Regions from separate parts of the Anas platyrhynchos genome. Here region 1 is linked to region 2. A link is a contact called in public Hi-C data. All regions are on one chromosome and are shown on one strand. Each heading gives the region's core, a stretch centred on a gene start, on an enhancer-like site or on the middle of the called end of the contact. The rest is flanking DNA. Distances are from core to core; before and after follow the strand shown. Region 1 overlaps UBE2O (ubiquitin conjugating enzyme E2 O). Region 2 holds the start of ST6GALNAC1 (ST6 N-acetylgalactosaminide alpha-2,6-sialyltransferase 1).

Region 1 (6,185 bases), core at 682-3,181, 150 kb after region 2:
CGAGCCATATGGCCTGCCATGTGTATGCTCGCATCTTCTCTTGACTTGCTTCCAGCAGCGTTAGCTACCGAGGCTGCGATGAAGCCGGCAGCTGGCCGCAGACTGCTGCAGTCACACCACATGGCGAGCAGCCTGGTGCAGGGATGGAGGAGTCCCTTCTCTGACCAGGCTGGGTGCTGCAAATAAAGCCCTTTTGTTTGTCAGTTAAAGGGAGAAAACCAGTAAGCCCATCCCTTTTGCATGGAGTGTTCTGAGGAGAAGAAAAGAGTGAAAAAAAAATTGTGAAGGGTAATTAGGAAAATGCTGAGACAAAGCATTTCCTTAAGAAATTGAATTCTTGTTTGAAATGGAAATTTGACTTCAAGATACCTTATTAAAACTGCAGCCTTATGAAAACGTTTTACTCCAAAACAAAGAACTGCTAGCAAATAGAAATATCAGCTCTTCACACTGCTGTCCCTGGCCCAGCTGGGCACCGTGGTTACCCTTCTTGCTCAAAAAAGGATGTTTCGAGTCCTGCCTCTCAATTCTCTGTTCTCCAATGCTTGGTACTGTCCTGAAAGCTTAAAATGACTTTGAGTTTTCTTCTTGGCAAGATGTGGATGTGCTTCTTTTGTTTGTGATTTCCACAGTCATCTAAGCAGAAATTGGCTTCTCTATCTTGCTGCAGGTGTATCGGTAGCTGCATTGGTGTGTCCCAGCAGGTGCACACTCCTTTCTTGTCTGTTTGCATGCTTAAAAACAGTATTTACCTGACTGTTTGTACTAGTGGCTGGTAACTTCATGTTTTATTGATGGAATGGTGAGTGCATAACTCAGTTTTTCTCCCCTCTATTCAAAAACACAGCAAATCCAAAGATGACTTACATTTCACCTTACCCTCAAGTGTATTTTAAATATCAGTGGTAAATGGAAAAAATAAACCTCTTTTATCCCAAAGAAAACCTTTACTTCTCAGATACATCACAAAAATTACCGAAGTCTTTAAAATAGAGAATTTGCAAGTGTCAGCCTGCCAGATTCAGGATGTGGGATGGCTGCCCTGCACCAGTTGGCCTGGCAAACGCACAATGTGGAACTTATTCTGTATTCACCACACTCTCCTCGGGCTTGTTCTTAACCTTGAGCGGGAAGGACTCAAAATCCTCCGTTCCTCAAGAGAAGGGAGCTGACTCAAATTCATGCGCTTCTCGTCTAGCGTTGAGTGTGAGGAAAGAATGCCTCAGGGTCTGAAGCGTAAAATGAGATCATTTCCCCTGAATGCGGTTGGGCCCCCACAGGTCTAATCCAGATGGATGAGGAACGGTGGCAGGCTTCATTTTTCCAGGTGATACGCTGGCATGGGGAAAAGATTTAGAAGTGGGTCTGTAATCTGTCAGACACCTGGGTTTTGTTGCTTCAAAGGCTGCTGGGCGCTGCTGTCCTCCCTGAAGGAAGGGATAAGAGGGTGGCGTAATTAGAAGAGAGCATTGAGGGAAGGAGTGGAAGGACTGGAGGCATAAAATGGGGGATTTTGAGGCTTGTGCTTGCTGAGCTGCCACTCTCCCTGATGGGGTTACGAAATGAGTCGCTTTGCTGTCCGTACACTGCTTAAATACTGAGTATCTCCACCGTGGTGTGTGCTGTTACAGATACCAGAAGCAGGAAGAAAGTCTGGGGGGCAAGCTTAATTTTGGGTGCAAATAGGGCTGGAATCTCATCTCTGCTTAGCAAGCCTGCAGTCCCCACAAAGAGCACTCACCTCCCCTTGCCAGTGCTGCTGCTGGGAGGATTGAGGGGGATTTTTTTAATACCAAAACTGAAACGTGGGCTTGTTTCAGATGCTCCTTTATCTAATAGGCAGGACGGGACGGTTGTGTTGGGGCAGGGCGGCTGGGAGCCGAGCCGAGCTGGCGACGTCTCGCCTGGGGACCGCAGTGCTGAGCTGCTGTAACCTCCCGGAGTGATTCAGCAGAACCGCCCCGCTGCAGGGCGGCCCCTGGCGCAGGCTGATGCTTCGTGTGACAGCGAAGTAAATAAACTGAGAGCAGCAAAGGTTCGGTGGCAGGTGAGGGAGGCGAGCTGTGATTCAACAGTCCTGGAGCTTCTAAGGCTGCTCGCAGTGCTGATCCCTGCTTTCTGAGCAGTCACGTACAGCGCTCTGTTCCTGCTCAAGCATTTTAGCCACTGCCCGTGACGAGGTAGCATCCCGCAGTAAATGGGAGCTGTGAGTGGGAGGCACTGGGGTACTGGTGTGGTACTGGTTTCGTTGGTTTGGAGCTGATGGCAGGAGGGCTTTTGCCATGTAAACCTGGCGGTTTGTAAGTCGATATAGACAGGGTGAGGGACTCAAATCCCAGAGCAGCAGCTTCCTTCGTGCTCGGCCTGAAGGGAATTTGCACCCAGCGTGGGCTGGGGTAGGTGAGGGGCACAGGGCCTCCGTAATCCATCCTGAGCTGGAAGCGCAGGGACATTGCAGCATGGAGGGAGAAATTGTGCTGCCTGCTCCTTAGCACCAAGTCCTGTAACCTCTCCACAGACACAGCCCCCTCAGAAGGCCCACGGGGGCTGTGGCAGAGCAGACTGCTCCCTGCTGGCCTTGCCCAGCCGTTCCCTCAGCACCCCCTCAGCACCGTGAGGTCCCCGGGGCCGGCCGCAGGCACGGGCAGGCCTGTAGGGTGCTGTGGGGCACCTTTGGGTGCTCTCCAGGGAAAGGCAGGGTTTCGGCCCAGAGCTGAGATGATCCACAGAAAGCACAGGTGCTGGATTGTACCAGAGGTTCTCAGAGCTGCTGCTGAAGGAAAAAAAAATCCTGAAACGCTCAGTGTAGAACAAGGCGGGCGTTTTTTGAGGATTTTTGTTGCTGTTCTCTGGCTACAAAGCAATCTAAAACATAACTGAACCAAACCCTAAACTGCAAAGGACAGGCTGAGGATGGATTTGAGCCTATTTAAATAGCCTAACATGGAGGAAAGGGTGGGTAAGCGGTTGTGCTTTGGCTTTTAGAAGCCGTGAGCTTGAGCAGAGCAGGTGCTGTTTGTGAGCAGGCCTCGCTCCTCCTGTGGCTGGAGCCGTGCTGGCAGCAGCTGCGGTGAATCAGGAACAGCTCTGGCAAAGCCTGCTCGGGGCTCTCCGAAGGTGAGAGGTAACAGCAGGGCTCTGCTGGGCTCCTCCTGGCTCTGCTGGGCCCTTCTGGCTCAGCTGGGCTCCTCCTGGCAGGCCGCAAGCTGCGTTAGCCTTAGCCACATCCATCAGCACAGCTCCGTCTGGGACAGGCTTCCTTTGCTTCCCAGCCTTTGTAGAAAGAAATAGCAGAGATCTGGGGGGCAGCTGGAGGGGATGAACCCCTGCCTCGAGCCCAGCTCTCCTGGCACAGTTCCTCTCAGGCAGCACGCGGGGACGCTGCTGTCCCCGACACCTCCGCAGGTGCTGTGGGCACAGGGTGAGTGCGGTGCGAGGAGGGGGCTCGCAGCAGGCAGGTGGGAAGGCAGACGGACAAAAGGGCTGAGCAATCTGTCCAGGAATTGCCCTGGACTGCATCTGCGGGGTGTCTTCGCTCGAACTGCCAGGCCCCGCCATGAGATGAGCGCCAGCAAACTCGTGAGCTCCCCAGAGGAGGAGCTCAAAGAGGGCTCTGGGTGAAAGCCTTGAATAAATATTTGATACGGTCAAAAGAACAGCGTGCTTATAAGCGAACCGAGCAAACAAATCCACTTCTCACGGGGTGTAAGCCCTTCAAGTGTTATGCTCGAGTCCTGTTGGAGCAGTGACCTTGATGTTTGAGATAAGGACAGCTTCAGGAGCCGCTGCTGTCGGATTGCCTCAGCCAGCTTTCATAGTGGACTCTGGTCTTTAATAAATCCAAGTATGGATTGTCCCAGCTGTCAGCAGGCCGGGGCAGCTGCCGTATTTGACAGTGTTTGGGTTAGCAGCCCTTCCTTGCAGGCCTCTGCCATATGTGTAAGCAACGTGCACACTGCGTGCTCCCTGCCAAGCAAGCCCCAGAAGGCTCTTGACAGCACGAGGTATTTTTCTTGGGGACAGAAAAAAAATAAATACAACTTCTTTAGCGAAGCGATGGAGATAATGACAGCCATCTCGTAATTGGACCAACTGCAAATTATCTGGCTTGAAACCTTGAAATCCGAAAGGTGCCAGGTTTTTTTTTTTTGCATGGCAGCAAGTGAAGGCCGTTTATAAAGTCCTGCAAAATCGAGCTTTATATGAGATGTCACAGACTGCTTTGAAGAATTCTTGCGTTCTGGGGTTGATCTACACTGCCTTTGTTGGTTCAGGGCAGTATCTGCATGATGGTCCTAAGGAATTGCAAAGATCTGCTTGCTTGTGTAGACCAAACAGCCAGGCAGATTTGAAAGCAAATAAATGCTAATCACCTGACACAGAGTTGTCTTATTTGAACAGATACTGGAGTCTCTGGGCTGCTGCATTAGCAGCCATTGCAGATTTTAACTGGGAAGAAAATGCCACGGGTCTTCAAGAGTGATGTCAGCCTCGGAGTTGTTTTAAGATGACATGAAATGCCCCATTAGAGCGAGGCTCTGAGTGCTGAGAGGAGGGCACTCAGACTACTCCTGAGACTTGTTTCTGCACCTCCCGTGTGTATGTAGGGCCTTTTCTAGGTTATAACCCCTTTTTCTCTTTTGTGATTTCAGGACAGCCAGTGTGGGACTGTGATTGATGTCAACATAGAGTGTGCTGTGAAGCTGGTAGGAACCAACTGCATCCTCTACCCTGTCAACAGCAAAGACCTGCAACATATCTGGGTGAGAATGCAGCCAAAATAAATGTTGGAGCCAGAGCTCTGTTGTTTAGAGGGGTGCTGCTGTATTCTAAGCAGTGCGTGCAAGGGAAGCAGCCATATTGTGCAAGATGCATCTGCAGCTTGGTTTTATTTTAGGCGTACTGGAAACATCCTCCCTGCAAGAAGATGCGGTAGCTCCTCTTCTCCCCATCTGCTCTGTGTTTCTGATCACATTGCTGAGATCAAATTGACTTGGAGGGCTAGGTTGTGATTAAATTGGGTGAGAGCTTCTGTGCTGAGATTGGTGCCTGATTGGGGCAGCCCCGTTGTACTGGCACAGTGCTTTCGAGCTGCGATGTCATTACTGGTTAAACAGGCTATAAAAATGCTAAGAGGAGTCAAGCTGAAACTGCAGTGTACTCGGTTCTCTCACTTGAGTGGGTGGGGGGATTTTCAGATGTTAAGTGGTATAGGTTTTTATCATTATGGTTCCTCTGAGAAAAAAAAAAATGATTTGGGAGTGAACAGCAGGAGTATCAGAGCCCTTCTCAAGAAACGTCCTGTGGAAAGGCAGAGGGATACAGGCTTCTCTGCCTGGGATGGAATATTAGGCTCGGTGATTAAAATAAATAACAATTAGTTGTTAAAATTAGCTAATGGCAAGTGCAAGTATGCCCCTCCTTTGCAGAGTAGCTTTTGAACAGAATGGGACACTTGACATAGCAAGTTTAAGATCTGAGGAAAAATCCCACAGAGTCAGAGCTTTTTAAATAGAGAATCCAGGCTACGTTCTGACTGTCGAGCCACCTCCTCAATGTATCTTAATTCTAGCTTACAGCGAGGTCTGCAGTTGCTGCCCTAATCCCCCTTTGGGATTGCTAACCAGGCCGTGTTGTGTGAGAATTTCCTTGATGGCTCAAAGTCCAAGGGCTGATGTTTATAAGCTTTGTTTTCTGTTTTCTTCGTAGCCCTTCATGTACGGTGACTACATAGCCTATGACTGCTGGCTGGGCAAGGTCTATGATTTGAAGAACCAGGTCATCCTCAAGCTTTCCAATGGAGCCAGGTACTTCTTCCTGATGAATACTCTCCCCCTTAAGTTTTGTGATCCTGATCTATTTTAGGAGAACTAGGAGCAGGCTGGGCTTCCCCTTCGCATACTGTTAATTTATCTGCTTGCTATACCTTCAGATGCAGAGTAAATAACACATCTTCCTCTGCAATCATTGAGGTTCACTGATCACCCTCTGGAAAATGTGTTACCTGAAAGGTGTCATTTTTTTTCAGTGCCAGCAGATCAGTTCTCCAGAACTAAAATATGTTAATACTGCTGCTCTTCTGCCCTGGAAAAATGGCTGGTTAAGACAGATGATGTATTCCAAACCTTTTCTCAGTAGGAGAGCATACCTTCACTGAGATGCAGGGAGGGAAGCTTCTTACCTTT
Region 2 (6,804 bases), core at 788-3,287:
TCCACATGTGGAGCTAACCTGGAACTTTGAGCATAGATAAACCCTAAGAAACTCCAAAGCTGGTGCTAAAGCAGTCAGTTTCCTCTCCATATATAAAGAACCACAGAGAGATCTGCAAGATAATTGGATAGCTGGGAGGGTGGAGGAAGGAGAACCAGAAGCTATCCCTTTCTCATCTCACACGGGCAGGTTTCCTGCTGTCAGCAGGGCTTGTAAAATGACCCACGTTTGGTTTCATGTTTCGTTTGACCATGGTGTGCTTGCTCGAAGTGCGTGCTGGGGACTGGCTATTCCTACTTCTCCTTTTCTTGTTGACAGGGTTCAGAGAGAGCAGCTGGCTGCCATCTTCAGGCTCATGAAGGAAAAAAGTGACACATTTGGAGAGATGTCTGAAGGAGACATGAAGGAGCAGCTTAGACTGTATGATATATAACCCTGTAGCCAGTGAAGACTATGCCCAGAAGTCATCTTGGCCCTTATGCAGGACACTGGAGATTGTAGTACTATAAACATGTTTCAGTAGTTATTTTGCATTTCCAGGTTGTTTTGCAAATCTGTATAGGTCTATGATAAGTATTTTTAAAGACTTGCATTTTTTCACCCTTTTCATCATTTTTTCTTGAACTATCATGGCATTTTCATCTCATATAGAGATTTTACCTCTTTCTGGCTGGGCCATATGTCTCAGTCATTCAAAGCAGTTAAACTTTAAACTTTTCCCTGGTCATGCTTTGTAAGAACGAATTTTCAAACCTAGTCATTAATTGGTTTGAGACCTGATAGAAGCCAAAGATGATAACAGAACAGATTTAAAATGGATGAAGAGAATAGAATCATAAAACAATTTGTGTTGGAGGAACAAAAGGAGGTCTGTAGTTCAGCCTCCTGCTCCAAGCAGTATCAGCTATGGGATCAGCCAGGTTACTCAGGGCTTTATCCTGTCGGGTCTTGAAAATCTCCATGGATGGAGACTGCACAACCTCTCTTGGCAGAGAGGCTTTCAATCCTACAGTTAGAAAGGAAATAGCCAAAGACAAAGCATTTATGCTCTGATTAGATGTGAGCTGCCATTCCCATCTCCTTGAAAGGAATACTTCATCCTCCTTCACACTGGATTTTTGAAACAAATCCAAGACGATTCCGGCTGACCCCGCTGAGCTCATCTTCATGTGAAAACTGCAGCTAGCTTCAGCCTGGAAGCAGAAACATCTCTTCGCCTCTTGACTCTGGTAAAAACAGTACAGAAAGGTGGCTGGCATTTTTACAAGGACGATTGTGTCAAACTCGGATCCTATTCTCCTAGTGTAAAAATTATGTAGGAAACTATGTGCTTTGAAAACCTCTGTGAACTTATCGTGTTTTGAACAGTCTCGACTGACCCTTGGTGGTTTGGACAGAGTAAATCAGTGAGCATTCCTAACTTAAACTGAATGTCTTCTTGTGTACTTCTCTCTCCTATGAAATCCTGTTAAACATTTTATTATCAGGAAGGACTTTCTTGGTTTTAGTAACTGCTGACAAAGGGAGGAAAAATTTTCTGACCCAGTTGTATGGAATGATATTTTCATATTAGGTTTTTGTTTTGTGTAATTCTTTTGAATCTGAAAATTGTACCAAGTGTTTCATTATCTGATCAGTTTCCCACTGCAGCACATCCTATAACACTATACCATTTAACTTATAGGAATCATTTTAACTTTAAATGTTTTCACTTGAGTCAGTGTACCCTTATTATGAGATCAAGCTGGCTTTACTACCAAGTCATGACTTCACCTAAATGTCATATCTGAAAATTCTCTCGTTCAACAGGAATTAATTATGTGGGCAAAGTTGTCTCACGTTAAAAATCAAGCAGACAGAAAGCTGCTGTGTGCCCAGCCCACTATTTCCTTTGTCAACCTGTACAATAGGAGAAAGGTAGGAAATTTTTATGTGGGGCTTCTCCCTTATTGCAGCCTTATTCTTTTCCAAAATTCTCTTTGAAAGAAAGCAAAGGAGAATTAAGATTTGGATGATTATTTAGTTAGTTAGTCTTTGTCTTGGAGACTTTGCAGTTTATTCCCAAAGTATTTTTTTATTTATTGTTTTACATTTGAGCCTTCCCTGAACAAAACCACTTCCTCAAACACCTCGGTTTAACTCCGTGCCAGCAGCAACAGCCTCAAGCACGGAAGAACAGCTGCCATCAATCCCATCCCGCCACACCTCCCGTGGGCGGCATGACCAAAATATTGAGATGCTGCTGCTGACAGAACAGCGGTAATAGCCCTCAGCCGTTTATGAGGCCCATATTTAAGACAGAAATGAAGCCAGTTAAGCAGCCTCTGCCTGAGCCGTGAGGCAGAGGGCTGTCTGCGCGTACAGCCCCTGGTTGCTGCAGGAAGGCCCGGCACTGCCAGGCTCTGACAAACAGGAGCCCCTTGGACATGGCCGTGGGCATCAGAGGGGAGACGGCGCTCGGGAGCGGGGGGGCGGAGAGCTTTGGGCAACCGGGTGGCGCGACCGGAAGGAGCAGGCCCCAGAGCAGGCCCCGTTGCCATGGCAACCGGCAACTCCTTCCGGGAGGCACGGCCACGAGACCGCCATGCGCGGGTGCATCCGGTCGTGCGCATGCGCACTCTGCGTGCGCAGCCGGGCGCTGCCAGCGATGGGCGGGGGGGGGGACGCGCATGCGCGGGGCCGTCCTCGGCCGCACGACAAAATGGCGGCGGCTGCTGGCGCGGGGCTGTTTGTGTGTTTATATATTTATATGTGCGTGTGCCCCGTTCGTCACGGGGCTGCGCTAAAGTGCTTTGTAGCTGCTTTTTTTTTTTTTCTTTCTTCAAGTTTTTGTTATTCTCCCTTCTTCCGGGGCTCTTATGTATGTGTGTGCCTCACCTCAGGGTGCCCCAGTGTTGCGACCCCTTTATTGAACAAATAACGAACGGGATGTGCTGGGGCGGGTCAGGGAATAAGAGCATTCTGTTACACGCCCGCAGTCTTTTTGGGTGTGTTTCTTGTCTTTCATGCAGCCAAGTCTTTGAGCAGGAAATAGAGATCCAGTGCATTCTTTTTTTCTTTCTGTAAGTCATAATGATTGAGCTAAGGAGCTTCAGGTGGAAGAGTTGAAGGCAGGACACAGCAGATTTCCCCTCCTTTCACTCTGTTAGGAGCCTTGGTGGGGATTTCATCTGCAGAAAGTTACTCTACAGATCTCCTGTGTTTGCTTTTCTTTTTGTAGTTTACCTCTGATACCGGTAAACTCTGTGCTTTTTGTTTTGATAGCATCTGCTTTGCGCTCCAGCTGGTGTAAGTTACCTATAATTGGGCTTGGCCCAGTGCATTAGTACTTAAAGTGGTCGACTGTGCCAACCCTACGAGGAGTTGTGCCAGTGAGTGTGGCAGATGTATCTCATAGCAAAGAGATGGGTTTCCACTGTCATTTTCTTCAAAGGAAATAGGAATAGTAATAGCAGGGACAGGTTGTGGCCCCATACCCGCCATAAACCCTCTGCTATTTGTTCCTACAGTGGTATTTTCTATGTTACGTTGCCGCCTTCTGCATTCTTCGGGGGAGTTCCAGGGTTTTTGCAAACTATGTCAAATATTTTGATTAAATTCCTCTTAGGTATTTCTCAGAATGAATCAAAGGCAAAAGTTCTCATTAATATCCACCAGAGGAGAACACGTGGGAGTTTCCAGACTAGTTTTGGGGAAGAAAAAGCAATCCCCCCTTGCTGCAGTCTCTCTGAATTTGTAATAAACTGGATTTATCTCTGTAATAATGGTGGGAAGAGAACTGAAAAACCATGTTGTATATAACAGGCTATTTTAGAAAATATATTTTCTTCTGAAAAGTGAAATAGCCAGTTCTGAAACAGGCAGTAACTACTGGCTAGAAGGAATTTGTGTGGTAACCAAGCAGTGAATGTGTGGTGTAAGCATCTCCTTTAAGAAGGCAGTTTCACCTTTACTACCTCCCAAGCTTTTCTCAATGAGTCATGTTGATATGACACGAGGACAATATGGAAAAAAGACCAAAGAAACAAATCTCTAAAACCTGGATGTTTTAGCCCTTTCTGCTAACGTGTAGTGAAAATGCATACCTTCCCTTTGTGGCACGTGCGTGATTCTCCTTTCTCTGTGATATGACTAAAGCTTTTCTCACAGAAGTGGGGTTTTATAGGGCTTTTGATGTGTTCCAGGAATCTGATCGTTCATGTGAGTCCTCTCTAAATGTCAAACGACATGGCAGAGGTTCTGGTCTGAGTGCATGTTCAGACTGTGAGTTATGGAAGAAGCACTAGGTAGTAAGAATTCCTAAAGGTAAGCTAAGGAGATGAAAGCATAGTGCTAGCACCACATCTCTGAATCTGGCTTTCTGCAAGGACAACCTGGGAGTCCACGTGAATTCTGTTCACTTTGAATATCATCTTGTACGTATGAAGCTCATCTAATTAGTGGATCCCAGCCAGGAACTTTGGAATAGCTGTGAGATGCTCCTTTCTCTGAAGTGGAAAGTCTGCTTGAAATGCCAGCTTAATTCCCCAAGTAGGTCAGGAATGCAGTCATTGAGTTACCAGTGTGTAGTGAGTGAGTCACGGTGTGGTCAGCTGCTGAGAATGCTGTGTACTGCTCACATTTGTTCACTGCCAAATTTCATCTGGAACAATAAACAAACAAAAGAGGAAGCTTCGCATAGCTTGTTTCATCTTCATTTGTCTCAAAGAAAGGGGCTAATTGATCTTGTTTTCTGTGAGAGGGTAGTGTCATACCTCCGCTGCTGGAATTGGCTATTTTCACGTGTTAAACCGAATTGTTAAGGTTTCCACTGTACAGACAGATGAAACAGCCGTTGTCCTGGGGAATCCTAACCAGCCTCGACACATCACCAAAATTGGGCTGAACGTAGCGGGGGAGCTGCGTGCCTTCTCCGTGTGGTCATACGTAGGCTCACTGCAGCACATCTGGCTGCAAAGCTGTTTCCAGTGGTAAAATCCAAGGGTGAGGTATGATGACCAATTACCTCTGCTGGGGTCATTTTTTCCACCCCTGCAGCAATTAAGAGATTAAATTCGTGGTGCAAGGAATGGTAGTGTTTGGAGGGCGATGGTGCTGCGGAATTGTCTGCTGACAGAGATGCCCGGCGGTGGAAAATTTAATTCTTTTGGGAGCTATTTTTTACCGCTCTCCTGAAATGTCTGACCTTTTCTTACCCAAGGCTAAAATAAGTGCAGCACTAGGACATTTAAAATTGGAATAAAGCTTATACGCTGCGTTTTCTGTAGATGGACGTGAGGTGGGAGAGGAAAAGCAAGTGCTGCTCATCCGCTGGATGGTGCTGTTGTTTTATACAAACAGCAGAGAGGTCCCGCACAGCTCCAACTGAGACCTCGAGTAGTTTTGCTTCAGCAAGAATTAGGAAGAAGGATGTGCACAATCTTTCTCCTTAGCAGGATTCATCAGAAAATTGCTATTTTGTGATCCGCCTGTTACTTAGCATTCCTGGGACTGGCTAAACTTAGCTAATTACTAAATATGGGAAAACTCATATTTTTGCTGGTTTCCACCCAGCCTGTTTCAAGTCTGAGTAATTCTTCCTAATCAGAACCAGATTTAAACTATATATATATTTAAAACTTTCCTCAGTTCTCCAGTCCCCAAAGATGAAGTTTTGTTTCATCTTCAGGATGAGTATTTGTTGGCTCGCTCAAGTGCAGTAGGTTAGCTAAGTCATCGGAGTAAAAATTTGTTGTCAGAGTTTGTGGTTTTACCTCGTAGTGTGGGAAGAGAAGATGCATTCCTCACATACAGCCCTTTCCCGAGGGCAAGACGTGTTTGAATTGTTTGCCTGCCATAGCGTCAGATAAGATCTGAAATAGGTATTTGCAATGTATATTACATTTTTGTAATATTCTTGACTTCTTTTTTTTTCTCTTTAACTCCCTTAAAGAAGTAACCGTCATCCTTACAAAGAAGACTTTGTGGATCATTCCTTCTCTGTAATTTGTCTGCCTTGTTGGCAGTTACAGCCCTTTATCAGAAAGGAAGCGAAGAACAGTAGCCCATGTAGTGAGAGATTATTGTGCAACCTCTATTGATGTGACTCAGTTGCTGGAATTCTGCTCCTGATAATTGATGGAAGCGGGAATTACTCAATGTGCTGGTTTTAAGGAAATGGGAGGGTGGGAAAAGAAGTGATGCAAGTGCTTCATCTGTAGCAAGGGGGATGGCTGCTTCAGTTCAGTAAGTCTTCCTAAAAGCGATATTAATTAATCTTTAATGCCTTCCAGCATCATAGGACTGGCTTTCAGCTTTCTCCAGTTTCCAGATACTTAGGAAGCGTGGCAGCAAGAAGCCTGCTGGCAGTAGATGTTTCTGAAGACCATTAATAGTCTGTGGAGTACAGGTTGAAAACCAGTGTGTGATGACGCTGATGAGTACAGAGCATTGTGTTTGTGCCTGTTTGTGTGTGTACCTGTTAGCTCATGTCTGAGCTAACTGGGAGCTGATTTGGTGAGATGCACGCCCAGGTGTGACTAACCAGGGTCTAGAGAATAGCCCCTATAAATGAAAGAGGTCAGAAGAGATGGCATCTTATTCTGCTGTTACTGGGTCATATGTGAAGCAGGTCCTGACTTAAGATAAAAAACAACATCAGATTCATCCCTGCATTTCTCATCCTACTGTAAGCTGCTTGGACTTGGTATTAGTTCAACAGGGAGCATCTACCGAATCTTCTAATTCCTCCTGTCACCATGAATTCCCACAAGCTGCCATTCCGTTTGTGTCTGGTGCCCTTTCATGGCAGCAAGGACCATTTGA

What was found. Hi-C and Micro-C count contacts between places; a contact is called where the count stands out from the background.
Region 1: a contact with region 2 is called in a Hi-C map of liver, with 2.0 times the contacts expected there. The contact joins the enhancer-like site here to the promoter of ST6GALNAC1 in region 2. A contact is called at or near these places in 3 of 8 Hi-C or Micro-C datasets (liver, skeletal muscle and subcutaneous adipose tissue).

What each region holds. Positions count from the first base shown.
Region 1 is chr19:8,527,185-8,533,369 of IASCAAS_PekinDuck_T2T, forward strand. It overlaps UBE2O (ubiquitin conjugating enzyme E2 O), which reads left to right. Exons shown (of 18, transcript XM_027471696.3): 3 at 4,653-4,763; 4 at 5,710-5,807. Among named protein-coding and RNA genes, the nearest start is that of UBE2O, 31 kb to the left of the region's middle. Within about 2 kb of position 1,932, at least 6 of the 8 cell types and tissues checked have an H3K27ac peak or open chromatin away from gene starts, as enhancers often do.
Region 2 is chr19:8,377,937-8,384,740 of IASCAAS_PekinDuck_T2T, forward strand. It overlaps ST6GALNAC1 (ST6 N-acetylgalactosaminide alpha-2,6-sialyltransferase 1), which reads left to right and starts at 2,038. Exons shown (of 11, transcript XM_072025667.1): 1 at 2,038-6,804. MXRA7 (matrix remodeling associated 7) reads left to right here. Exons shown (of 4, transcript XM_072025669.1): 4 at 319-1,426. The coding sequence ends at 433.